2 separate regions of the Bos taurus genome follow, and region 1 is linked to region 2. A link is a contact called in public Hi-C data. All regions are on one chromosome and are shown on one strand. Each heading gives the region's core, a stretch centred on a gene start, on an enhancer-like site or on the middle of the called end of the contact. The rest is flanking DNA. Distances are from core to core; before and after follow the strand shown. Region 1 overlaps STOML1 (stomatin like 1). Region 2 has its middle 20 kb from the start of ISLR2.

Evidence for each region. A called contact is a pair of places that touch in the nucleus more often than the background predicts.
Region 1: a contact with region 2 is called in a Hi-C map of liver, with 3 times the contacts expected there. The contact joins two enhancer-like sites. A contact is called at or near these places in 5 of 11 Hi-C or Micro-C datasets (blood, liver, skeletal muscle and 2 more).

What each region holds. Positions count from the first base shown.
Region 1 is chr21:34,640,965-34,646,639 of ARS-UCD2.0, forward strand. STOML1 (stomatin like 1) reads left to right here. Exons shown (of 7, transcript NM_001192431.1): 7 at 369-562. The coding sequence ends at 562. Among named protein-coding and RNA genes, the nearest start is that of STOML1, 11 kb to the left of the region's middle. Within about 2 kb of position 1,972, at least 68 of the 102 cell types and tissues checked have an H3K27ac peak or open chromatin away from gene starts, as enhancers often do. A contact at or near this core is called in liver, where this site is marked.
Region 2 is chr21:34,577,653-34,583,522 of ARS-UCD2.0, forward strand. It overlaps a transcript of PML not described here. Among named protein-coding and RNA genes, the nearest start is that of ISLR2, 20 kb to the left of the region's middle. Within about 2 kb of position 1,944, at least 6 of the 102 cell types and tissues checked have an H3K27ac peak or open chromatin away from gene starts, as enhancers often do. A contact at or near this core is called in liver, where this site is marked.

The DNA of each region.
Region 1 (5,675 bases), core at 722-3,221, 63 kb after region 2:
CCAGGCCTTGGGCTCCCTGTCCCATCCCCATGAGCAGGACCGCCCAGCTGGCCCAGCTGCCTGGACTAAGAGCCCTGCACGCGTTGCAGGCCTGTTCGTGCCAGGCTCTGTCTGAGTGCATTTTGCGCATCATGTCACCTACTTCTCATCATAAACCCGTGACTTAGTGATTATTAGCATCCTCATCTCACCAGTTTGGAAACTGAGGCTCTGAGTGGTCACACAGTCAGTAGGACTTGAACCCTGGGTATTAGCACCTGAGCTCTTAGCCACTCTTCCCACCCTTCCCAGTGGGACGTGCTGACCTCTTCTACCCACTGTAGCATTGCTGTCCCCCCACTGATTCTCACTTTTCTTTCTCCCCACAGGGCAAGGGAGGGTGGGACACGGAGTGCCTGATGTCATCCCCGACGTGGTGGTGGAGCTGTCTGAGGAGGACCTGCGGTCCCTGTTGTGCAGGGAGCTGCGGCCCCTGGGGGCCTACATGAGTGGGCGGTTGAAGGTGAAGGGCGACCTGGCCATGGCCATGAAGCTGGAGGCTGTCCTCAAGGCCTTGAAGTAGCAGGTTTGGCTGCCTGTCAGTAGCCTGGCCCCGAGCCGGGCACCAAGCCAGGGAGACATCTTGGAGGCGGAGGCCCTGGCACTGCACCTTGGATTGTTGAAGCCCTGAGGAGTGTCAGACCCAGTGGGAGACAGTGAGTGGAGGCTGGGAGACACTGGAGCTAGGAGAGGCTGAGTCAGGCAGCCCTGCCCTTCTCATCCACAGCGGTTCTCTCAGCAAGTGTTTGCTATCCTGGTCCCCTGCCGAGTGCCCTGCCTGAACTGGGTACACAGGCAGTGACAGGAGAGCCAGGCCTGCCTTGCTCCTCTGGCAACCTGGCTGGAGAGGAGGGGCTGACAGAAACAACCCAACTGCAGCTGGTTTGGTCCTGGTTTGAGGGAGCTCTGCATGTGACTCAGGCTCCAAGTTCCAGAAGAGGGGGTTAGAGAGGGGGATCAGAGCAGCTCGGGGAGGGAGAGAGAAGGGACCAAGCAGAGGTCCCTGCATTGGGAGGGATCTGAGATTGGGCTCGGTCTGCCTTGCTGATTGCAGTCCAGGCCCAGACTGGGGTGGGGGAGGGTGGGGGGAGAAGGGGGGCAGGGCGGCGTCTCCCTGGCCCTGCTCCTGAGGGTGTCTTGACTCATCTCCCAGCCTCAGTCTTGCATGCCCGATGGGCTGGGGCCAGGGCAGCATGACAGAGAGCCCTGCTGTTCCTGTGCTTCTTACCAGAGGTTTGAAAACCTCAAATAAATGTGCTGTTTACAATGTATCTGGAGAGACATAGGGGTCATGGGGGTGGGGAAGAGGGCTCCGAGGTGATGTCCGTGCTGCCAGCCTGGGACCCAGGCCCTGAAGGGTGACCCGAGCCCCAACAGTGCTCTGGAATCACCCACAGTTCCCCTTCCTGACGAGGGCCTGAAAGCAGGCAGGAGCAGGCACTCTGTTCCTGTTTATAGTCTGGGGAGAGGTTTGCAGGAAGGATGTGGGTGTCGGGCAAACTGTTCATCCAGCGAAGGGCAGGGCCTCCTGTCGCACTCGAGGGGAGATGGAGCTGCCATCACCTGCCCCTCCTGCTGTACGCCTGGTCGCTGTTTCCCCATTGGTCCGGCTCAAACCCCAGGGACCCCAGAGAATGAGGGCCTTAGACATCTTGAGTTCTAAGGAATGAATCTCACATCCTAGAGAGGCTTGTGAAAAAGAAACCCACAGAAATTCGAGCCTCCTCTTTGAGGAACAGCCTCTGGCTTGTCCTCTGGCACCAAGCCTTCCCTGACAGGGCCCTGTCCAACTGCCTTGGCACCAGGCTCCATCCAGTTTACCCTTTGGTTCCTGCCAGTGCCCGCCTTGGCCCTCCTCTTGTAGGTCCTCCTGGAGTAGACCAAGCTGCCATTGGGTTCAGGTTTCAGCCCCAGGGCCCCTCCCTGAAGGGCCAGAGCCCAGGCTGCTGACCCCTCCCTGTCCCTCTCTCCACCGCTCTGGAGGCCGCCCAGCTGGGGACGCCCGTTCAAAAGCCTTCCCTCCCATCCCCACCGCCCATGAGCCCCGGGGGCCTGGGCTCCCCCACTGCTTCGGGGCTGTCTTCGTGCCCGTTCCCCACTGTTTCTGTTACTGTTCTTGTGTGAGTGTCCGCCCTCCCTGCGGGACCTCGAGCTTCGTGCCTGAGCCATCCATCGTTGTTCTTCCGCTGCTGCTGCACACAGCACCCCACAGGATGAGAGGGGAAGCCCCAGGCGCCTTCCTCGTGAGAGCTTAAGGGAAATCGAAACTCAGATTTTCTTTGTGTGTGTCAGAGGAGCAGCATCACCAGGGGAAACTGAAACTTATAGATGTCTGTGTGGGTGGAGAGCAGAATCTGCTGCCAGCTGTTAATGCCCTCATCCCATCGAGGGGAACTCATTCCTTGGCGAGGCCAGCGCTCCAGGACAGGGAGCCCACAGGCTCAAGGCCTCTGGGCTTCAGAGGACCCAGCAGACTCTGCAGTCCCTGGGGGTTGGGGTGCAGCGAGGGGCACCTAATGGGGCCAGGGTGTGAGGGGGCGGGGGAGGAAAGGGTGTCCATCAGAGAAAGCTTTCTGAGGAGTTGATGCCCAAGACTCACAGTTTACATGGAGATGAGAGAAGAAAGGAAATGGGGGAGACACTTGGCAGAGGGGAGAGTCCCTGTGAGGCCACAGGAAGGGTAGCAGACACCTCCGATTTGGGGAACTGGGACCTAAAGTCTGAGGCGGGGATGTGTGCAGGGATTTTGTAGTAGTAACTGATACTGCCTGCCAGCTATGCCCCTCTACTGCATTAGACACTTCCTGTATTTGTTTCCCCAAGGTAACCCGAAGAAGAATGATAACTAAAACAGTTACGTGATGCTTTTCTATATATAATGTATTATTCTGATATTATTTTTTAAATAAGTATTTAATGTTGAAGAGAAAAGTTTAAAAAGGCAAGCTATGAAAATTGTTCCTCATACTCTTGACTCCATCCACGTAGTTTCAAACAGATATCCTCTGGTATTAGTCTCCAAGTTCTTCTTCCAGAAGCTAGGCTTTGGGGATTTCCCTGGTGGCCCACTGGTTAAGATTCTGTGCTTCCACTGCCGAGGGTGCAGGTTCAGCCCCTGGCCAGGGCACTAAGATCCCACATGCTGTGCTACACAGCCAAAAAAAATGAAGTTGGAGTTTTAAAAACATAACACTTACAAGAAAATCCACATATATTATTCTCTGGGATTTTTTTTTTTTTTTTTTACAGAAATGGCAGCATAGCAAATACAATGTTAATTTGTTCACTTAACATTGTGCTTGAGAATCTTTCCATATTTGCATACCTAGACTTTCCCCATTCAGTTTTATATGAATAGTTACATAGGATTCAATTGTATGGGTGTATCATAGTTTATTTTACCTGGTTTGGATTGATAGACATTCAGATTATTTTTTTGTGTTTTGCTATTTCAAACAATCATGCACCTTTCACATATGCTATTGTGGTTGAAGTTCATCTGTGGGATAAAGTCCTAGAAAGGAAATTGCTAGGTCAAAGCATTTATAGTTTAATATTGCCCAAATGCCTTCTTTAGGGATTATTCTAATTTACATTCCCATCATCAGTAAGTGAGAGTCTGTTTTTCCTCGCAGCCACGCCAACACAATGTGTTATTAAACTCTGGAATTTTTTGACAGTCCAGTAAATGAAAAAGCTCATCTCAGTGAAAAAGTAAATAAAAAAGTTCAACTTTTTAAAAAGTTGTTCAATTGTTTATTGCTTTTTAAGGTTTGGATTTTCCATTCCAGCAAAAGCACAGGGTTTCTTTTCAGTACCAGATAAAAAGCACAGAATTTACCTTTTTAACAGGTAATAGGATAAAATGAATTCATTTTTTGTTGGTAAAAGATGTTTACCATTTTTCACACTAAGTAGCCAGATAAATGATAATTATATTGCAAGCCATATGGAAACATGATTAATCTAAGAATGTAAAATAATTACATACAGTTTGGGGGGTATACATACATATGTTTTCATCCACCTAGCCAGTCTGTGTCTTTTGGTTGGTGCATAAAATGCACCCATTTTAAATGCACTTTGACAAATGGAACACCATGTAACCACTACCCACCAGAATCAAGATATAGAACGTTTCCATCAACTCACGTGGTTCCCTGTATCCCTTCCCATTCAATCTCAGTCTCCCCACCCCCACCCCCACCCCCAGGCCCAGTCACCACTGATCCATCTGCTTTCTAATAACTACTGATTAAATTTCACATTTCTAGAATTTCATACAAGTGAAACATGCCATGTATATCCTTCTGTGTCTAGCTTCTCTCTGTAGAGCTTTTGAATCGTCTGGGTTATTATGTGTACCCATGGTTTGCTCTTTTTCTGTTGTTAGTGATACTCTGTTGTATGGATAGAGGTACAGTTTGCATATTCACCTGTTGATGGACATTTGAGTAGTTTTCAGTTTTGATTATCAAAGCTTCTCTGGACATCTATCTGTGTATGAGTCTTTGTATGGATATATGTTTTCATTTGCGTAAATACTAAGGAGTAAAACTTCTGGCTCTAGAAACTGCCAAACCAATTCCAGGATGGTTGTGCCAACACTTGGTGTTGTCAGTCATTTCCAGTGGGTCTGCCTGATGACTTTGAGCCCTTTTAGGGTGCTCATTGGGTATATGTCTTTTTTTGTGAAGTATCTGTCAAATTTTTTTCCCACTTTAAAATCTGGCTTTATCTTATTGGTATAATATTCATACTAGTTCTAAGAGTTCTTAGTAAATCCTGGATACATGTCTTTCAGCAGGTATTTGAAATATTTTCTCCCAGACTGTAGCTCGGCTTTCTAACTTCTTAATGATTTATTTTTTAAAGCAATAGATTTTAATTTTGATGAAGTTAGTCTATACTTTTTTAAGTATTTATATATGTATTTGTGTCAGCTCTTAGTTGGGACACAGGGATGGGGTCCTCATTGTCATGGGGGGTCCTTGCAGGGCACAGACTCCTTAGTCATGGCACTCAGGCTCAGTGGTTGTGGGGTGTAGGCTCCAGAGTGGGCTAGCTTCAGTAACTGCTGCTCGTGGTCTTAGTTGCTCCATAAAGCGTGTGCGGGATCAAACCTGCATAACACGGTGGATTCTTAACCACTGGACCACCAGGGAAATGCCTATAATTTTTTCATGGTGAGAGGTTTTGTATCCTTTCCTGAAAGTCTTTGCTCATCTTTGCTGAAGGTCTTGAAGATTTCCCCCTGTGTTTTCTAGTACTTTTAGCCACAGTCCTTAAAGTACTAGCTGAATCTATAAACTTTTAGAAGTACTTTTTTTTTTTTTAGTACTTTTAGGCCTGATCCACTTTGAGTTACTTTTTGTATATGGTATGAGATAAAAGGCTGAGATGTTTCCCCCGGTGCCCCTCCCCACCCCCCACCCCCCCGCCCCCCATATGGGTATCCAGCACTTCTTGCTGAAAAGGTATATTTTCCCCATTGAATTACCTCAAAACTTGAAATTTTTCATGTCTCTTATTTTGTGTAAAGTTGAAATTTTGTAATATGTTTAGGAGCTCTTGTGTTTCTTTTTCTGTGAAATGTTATTTCATGTATATTTTTTTTAGTGTTGGTTGTTTCTATT
Region 2 (5,870 bases), core at 694-3,193:
CTGGGCTGGGCAGGAGAGAACGGCAGCGTGAGGCCTCAAGGGCAAGGCTAGGGGCACCAACCCCACCATCCAGAGACCCCACCTTGGGGCCTGATGGCAGGAATCAAGCATCAGCCTCAAACGCAGCTCTGACCCTGGCTCTGATAGGGATGGGGGTCAGAAGGGGAGGGGGGCTGCCCTCCAGGCCCCCTTCCTCCCCTGCTGGGAGTCCTGCTCCCCCCTGCCCTGCCACGTTCCGGAGTTCCCCAAACCCTTTCACTTCGGGTCCCTCCTGTCTTCTGCCAGCCTCCACCCACCTACACTAGGGACCCCTCACTGCTTCAGCCTAGCCCCTCACTCCCTTTCCCCTGGCCGCCAACCCCATCAGCCATGTAGCTAAAGCCCTCAGCATCAGAGTGCTGGCTCAGACAGCACACCTGCCCAATCCACTCCATTCAGAGCATGGCCCCGAATCTTCCAGTGAGGTCTGCAAACGGCTTCCCTGTTCTGTGAAATACTCGCTGCTTGTGTCTCCCTGGGCTGGCCTCATGCTGAGCCCAGGCAGCTGGATGGGACCCAGCTTCCTGCAGGGCCAGGGTAAGCACCGCGGAATTGAAGGAGAAGGGGTCACATTTCTCTGTGACCTTGCAGCAACCATGGAAAGAATGGGCTCTGTACTCAGCCTAAGGCTGTGTTTGGATTGCTGGTGTCACCTCGGCGACTTTAACGTTGCGTTTCTATTTAGAAGTGTGTTCCCAAGGCTCCCTAATGGAAGCACCAGTCAGGGAGGGACTCATGGAGGTGCTTGCCTCATGCCTCAGGCCCTGGTCAAAGCAGACGTCCTTATTCAGAGAACCAAGTTCAAACACCCGAGAGTCCCCGGGAAGTGCGGTGCTCTGGCCACAGCTCAGGGCTCTCCCGGGCTCACAGATGGCTCTGCCTGCACTTATCCTGGGGACTTAGGGACTGAGCAAGAAAGAGTTGGGGGGTGGCCACCGGAGAACCCACTTTCATTGTCAATCTTGAGGTCAAAGAAAACGAGGGGCTTGTCTTCCACCAGGGAATTGGAGGGGCTGTCGTCCAGGACTCCGAGGGAGCTGGGGCCCTCCAGCTGGAGGTCACTGGACTCGCTGCTGTTGTCGGCCAGCTCTCGGGAGTCCTGCAACACAGAAGAAACCAACAGGTCAGGGGGCTATGGGGGCCGAGAGCGGGCAGCAGCCATGTGAGCCGGTTCCTTGTCAACAGGCGTGTGTGCTGGTGTGTGTGTGAGCGTGGGGCGGGGGGCGATGAGAGTGCGTGAGTATGTCGGGGGGTCTGTGTGTGCCTCAGGGAGGGCCTGTTACTGGGAAAGAGGGGGCACTTCCAAGCGAGTGCCTGAACAGATGTGAACGTGCATGCACACGTGTGAGGGTCATGCGTGTGAATCAGGGCACGTGTCTTAGTGCGTGAGTAGGATGGGATCATGGGGGCAAGTGTGAGTGAGTGTGAAAAAAGTGTGGGAATGAATGCAAATATTGTGTGTGTGTGTGTGTGTGTGTGTGTGTATGGGGGGTGTGGGTTTGTGGGCCTGCGTTGACACAGGTGTGTGTGCAAGTGTGATACTGTGTGGCTGAGTGTGCACATGGGTGAGCAGGGCTCGGGGGGAGGCTCAGGGAAGGTGTCGGGGCTGAGGTGGGCAGGGCCCAATGTGTCTGCTCCTCGCTTCAACTCATTGAGCTGACTCAGAACAAACATCATGAACTGGGGGGCGCTGGGGGAAGGAGTCCCATCTCGAACCTCAGGTGTTTCTCTGGAAGGGGCAGGACGCCTGGCTTTTCTTGTCCCCCAGGTGAGCTGAGGGCCCGGCACCCTGCGCAAAGGAGAGGGGAGGGCCGCCCGGCCCCTGGGACGCCACCCCTAGGGGGCACAAGGCGCCTGGCTGTGAGAGTAGTGGAGAGGCGGCGGCTCAGACCCGGGAGCCCTCTGCCATTTGGCGTCCAGAAGACAGCTGCTTAGGCAAGCAGGCTGGGGCTCCGCCAGGCTGGGCACCTGAGGCTCTGTTCTCCACCAAGGTGTGAACGCTGTTGAAGGGCCCTGGGGGTGGGAGGGGCTCTAGCTGTAAGCGTTTAGACCCCCGGGGCTGGGGCGAACGAGGGAGGTAGAGCCTTTCATAATATAGGTAATTGCTTATCATCTGCACACCTGGCAAAGCTTGGGGGCCTGCTCAGAACTTCCTGTGTCACCTATGGATATTAACCAGACACCAGGAGGAAGGGACGTGGCCACTGTCACACGGCCTGCTGAGGGCACTGCTGGGACAGAGTCCAGAGCGGGCCCCAACCTTGCCCTCTGACAGACTGCCCTGGTGGCTGATGGAGTTGGCCTCGCCCGAGGCCTCTCTGAACTCTGACGTCTGGCTGTCGTCCCTGGCCTGGGGCAGAACTAGCCTACTGTCTTCGGCCCTTCCACTCTCCAGGTCAAACCTCTGTTTTACTGAAACTTCAGCCAAGTGCAAAGTCTTTGCTAACCACAACTAAAATGTGCTGGGATTTTCCTGCGAGTGGCTGATTTCTGCTTTATGTGCATTTCATAGCCCTCTCCAACTTCCTCCTAGGTGCTGATAAAAACAGACACTCACTGAGTCCATATAGAGCTGGTTTGGCTTAAAGCAGCCTGTGAGTTTTCTGGGACTCTATATCCGAGGCCCTACTTTGACAAAATGTAGGCCTTATGGATCAGTATCCTCGAGTTGGCCACGCATCCAAGGCTGGTTTGGCATGTCCTGCTGAGTCTCTGTCATGCTGTCAGGGCTCCCATGCCTCCCTGGAGGGAGCCTTCTCCGGGAGTCTTCTTTGAAGTTGCTAGAGCAGACAGGAGACACTACCTTCTTCCCCCGTGGGAGATCTAGTTGTTTCCTGTCTCCAAGCTTCCAGTGCCTGTTCCGATCACAGGCAGGGGTGCTCTCACACTCGGGCTGGTGGAAACAGCTGGACTCCCCTTGCTGCGGCCTCCCCTGCGCTTCAGGTGAAGTGCCGTCCCCTTGGCCCAGTCTTCTCTGCCACCCACCGACTTGGCCTTCCCCTCTTCCTTCTTCTCTTTGCTCCAAACTGCCAAAGCCCTCACAGTGGCCCTGAGTGCTTCCGTCTGTCTTCCGGGACTGTCTCTTCAGGCTGGAAAGCCAGCGCCTTCTCTTCAGATAGTCCTTTCCAAGACTTGATCTCCCTGGAGAGCAGCATCTTTGAGCTAACTCCCCCATCTTTATTCCAGGGTCACTTATGATAGCCACGAGACCCTCACTTTTTAAGAGCTTCTCGTGGCCCTGGGGTCATTCTCTCTTTTATAGTCATGGAAATATCCTTTGTCCTGAACTTACTGAAGACCCTGCTGGCCGCCTTAATAAAAGAACACCCCTTTCCATTGAGTTGTCAAGGGAGGGAAGGCTGAATCTTCCAGCCCAGACTCCTCTTCCACCCAGATTTCTCTTGCCCTTGGGGATGACCATAAAGTATGGCTACTCCACTGGGCTGGTCTCACAGGAATGCCTTCCACTGAACTCCAGCTAGCACTGCAAGCAGTTCCCCATCCCTGCCTTAAATCCCAGCAGTACAGCTGGGAAGTACTGACATTTAAAAAAGACTTTCCTAAAGACCCAGGGTTAACAGAATCAGCACAGCTGATTATCCAGCTGATATCCAGCTCTGATGCTGGATATCTTTCTGTCCTTCCACGCCCCCCACTGCCACTCCTCAACCTCATTCCACAATCAGGATTAAGGGGGTGTAGGAGCATGGAGCATAGAGGGGGAGAGTAGCAGAGACCTGAACCCAAGAATCCAGGAGAGGGCCTTTTGTTGGAAAAAGCTTGAGATTTGCTTGGAAGGGAAAGGAATGGCAGCAGAAAGAACCAGAGGGTGGAGGAGATCAGAGCCCTCACGTGAAGACTGGAAAGTGGAAAGTGAGAAAAGGCTTTGAGGGACCCGTGAGTAGGAGATGACGGTGGTGAGTGTGAAGGGATGAAGGATTTAAGGAGTGTTGCCGTGAGTTATGAGTTGTATTCTCTGTAATAGTCTTTGAAAGATGACTATATACTAGATAATTGGTTAATGGACTGTGTTTCTTTGACTGCAAAACTGAGCCATGTGGGATCTGGGATATTTCTCAGGATACACAGACAATCAGGATACATGTGCAATCGGGTTCACGAACTCCATTTCACTCATCTTCATCACAGTCAACTTAGCAGATTAACCACATCTCAACTTAGCACAGCAGGTGGAATGGCCATACTGAGGTGCTCCTAGGAAGCTGCTAGCTTATCACCTTTCAAAAAACCTCTAGGAGGTTTATCTGGAAAGACCCAGCATCTCCCCTTCCCAACCTGGATCATATGCCAGCATGTATACGTCACCTCTGTTCAAGGCTGATACGTACACAAATGAGCAGCATTTCTTTGACACAGATATGCAATCGAATCCCTCAAGAGGAGAAGGGGGCGACAGAGGAGGAGATGGTCGAATGGCATCAACAACTCAATGGACATGAGTTTGAGCAAGCCCTGGGAGACAGCGAAGGACGGGGAAGCCTGGTGTGCTGCAGTCCATGGGGTCGCAAAGTTAGACACGACTTAGTGACTGAACAACACAACCACCTTGATTGTGCATAAGCAGTTTAAAAAAATCTTTATGTCCAGGCTGAGCCCCAGACCAATATAGTTAGACTCCCTGGGGGTGGGACTCAGGAATCTGTCCTTGGTAAGACCCCCAAGTGATAGCAGTGCACAGCCAGGATTGGGAACAACTGTCCTAATTACGGGTTCATTCCACGTTTGGGCATCAGCAAAGCAGACAGAAGCCAAGCTCTTTGCTATTCAACATTCTCACCTGAAGTATCTAGTATCGACATTAATGCTAATTTAGAGGCCTTACAAATAGCTGTGAAAAGAAGAGAAGCGAAAAGCAAAGGAGAAAAGGAAAGATATAAGCATCTGAATGCAGAGTTCCAAAGAATAGCAAGAAGAGATAAGAAGGCCTTCCTCAGCGATCAATGCAAAGAAATAGAGGAAAACAACAGAATGGGAAAGCCTAGAGATCTCTTCAAGAAAATTAGAGATACCAAGGGAACATTTCATGCAAAGATGGGCTCGATAAAGGACAGAAATGGTATGGACCTAACAGAAGCAGAAGATATTAAGAAGAGGTGGCAGGAATACACAGAAGAACTATACAAAAAAGATCTTCACGACCCAGATAATCACAATGGTGTGATCACTCACCTAGAGCCAAACATCCTGGAATGTGAAGTCAGGTGGGCCTTAGAAAGCATCACTACGAACAAAGCTAGTGGAGGTGATGGAATTCCAGTTGAGCTATTTCAAATCCTGAAAGATGATGCTGTGAAAGTGCTGCATTCAATATGCCAGCAAATTTGGAAAACTCAGCAGTGGCCACAGGACTCGAAAAGGTCAGTTTTCATTCCAATCCCAAAGAAAGGCAATGCCAAAGAATGCTCAAACTACTGCACAATTGCACTCATCTCACATGCTAGTAAAGTAATGCTCAAAATTCTTCAAGCCAGGCTTCAGCAATACGTGAACCGTGAACTTCCTGATGTTCAAGCTGGTTTTAGAAAAGGCAGAGGAACCAGAGATCAAATTGCCAACATCCGCTGGATCATGGAAAAAGCAAGAGAGTTCCAGAAAAACATCTATTTCTGCTTTATTGACTATGCCAAAGCCTTTGACTGTGTGGATCACAATAAACTGTGGAAAATTCTGAAAGAGATGGGCATACCAGACCACCTGACCTGCCTCTTGAGAAACCTGTATGCAGGTCAGGAAGCAACAGTTAGAACTGGACATGGAACAACAGACTGGTTCCAAATAGGAAAAGGAGTACGTCAAGGTTGTATATTGTC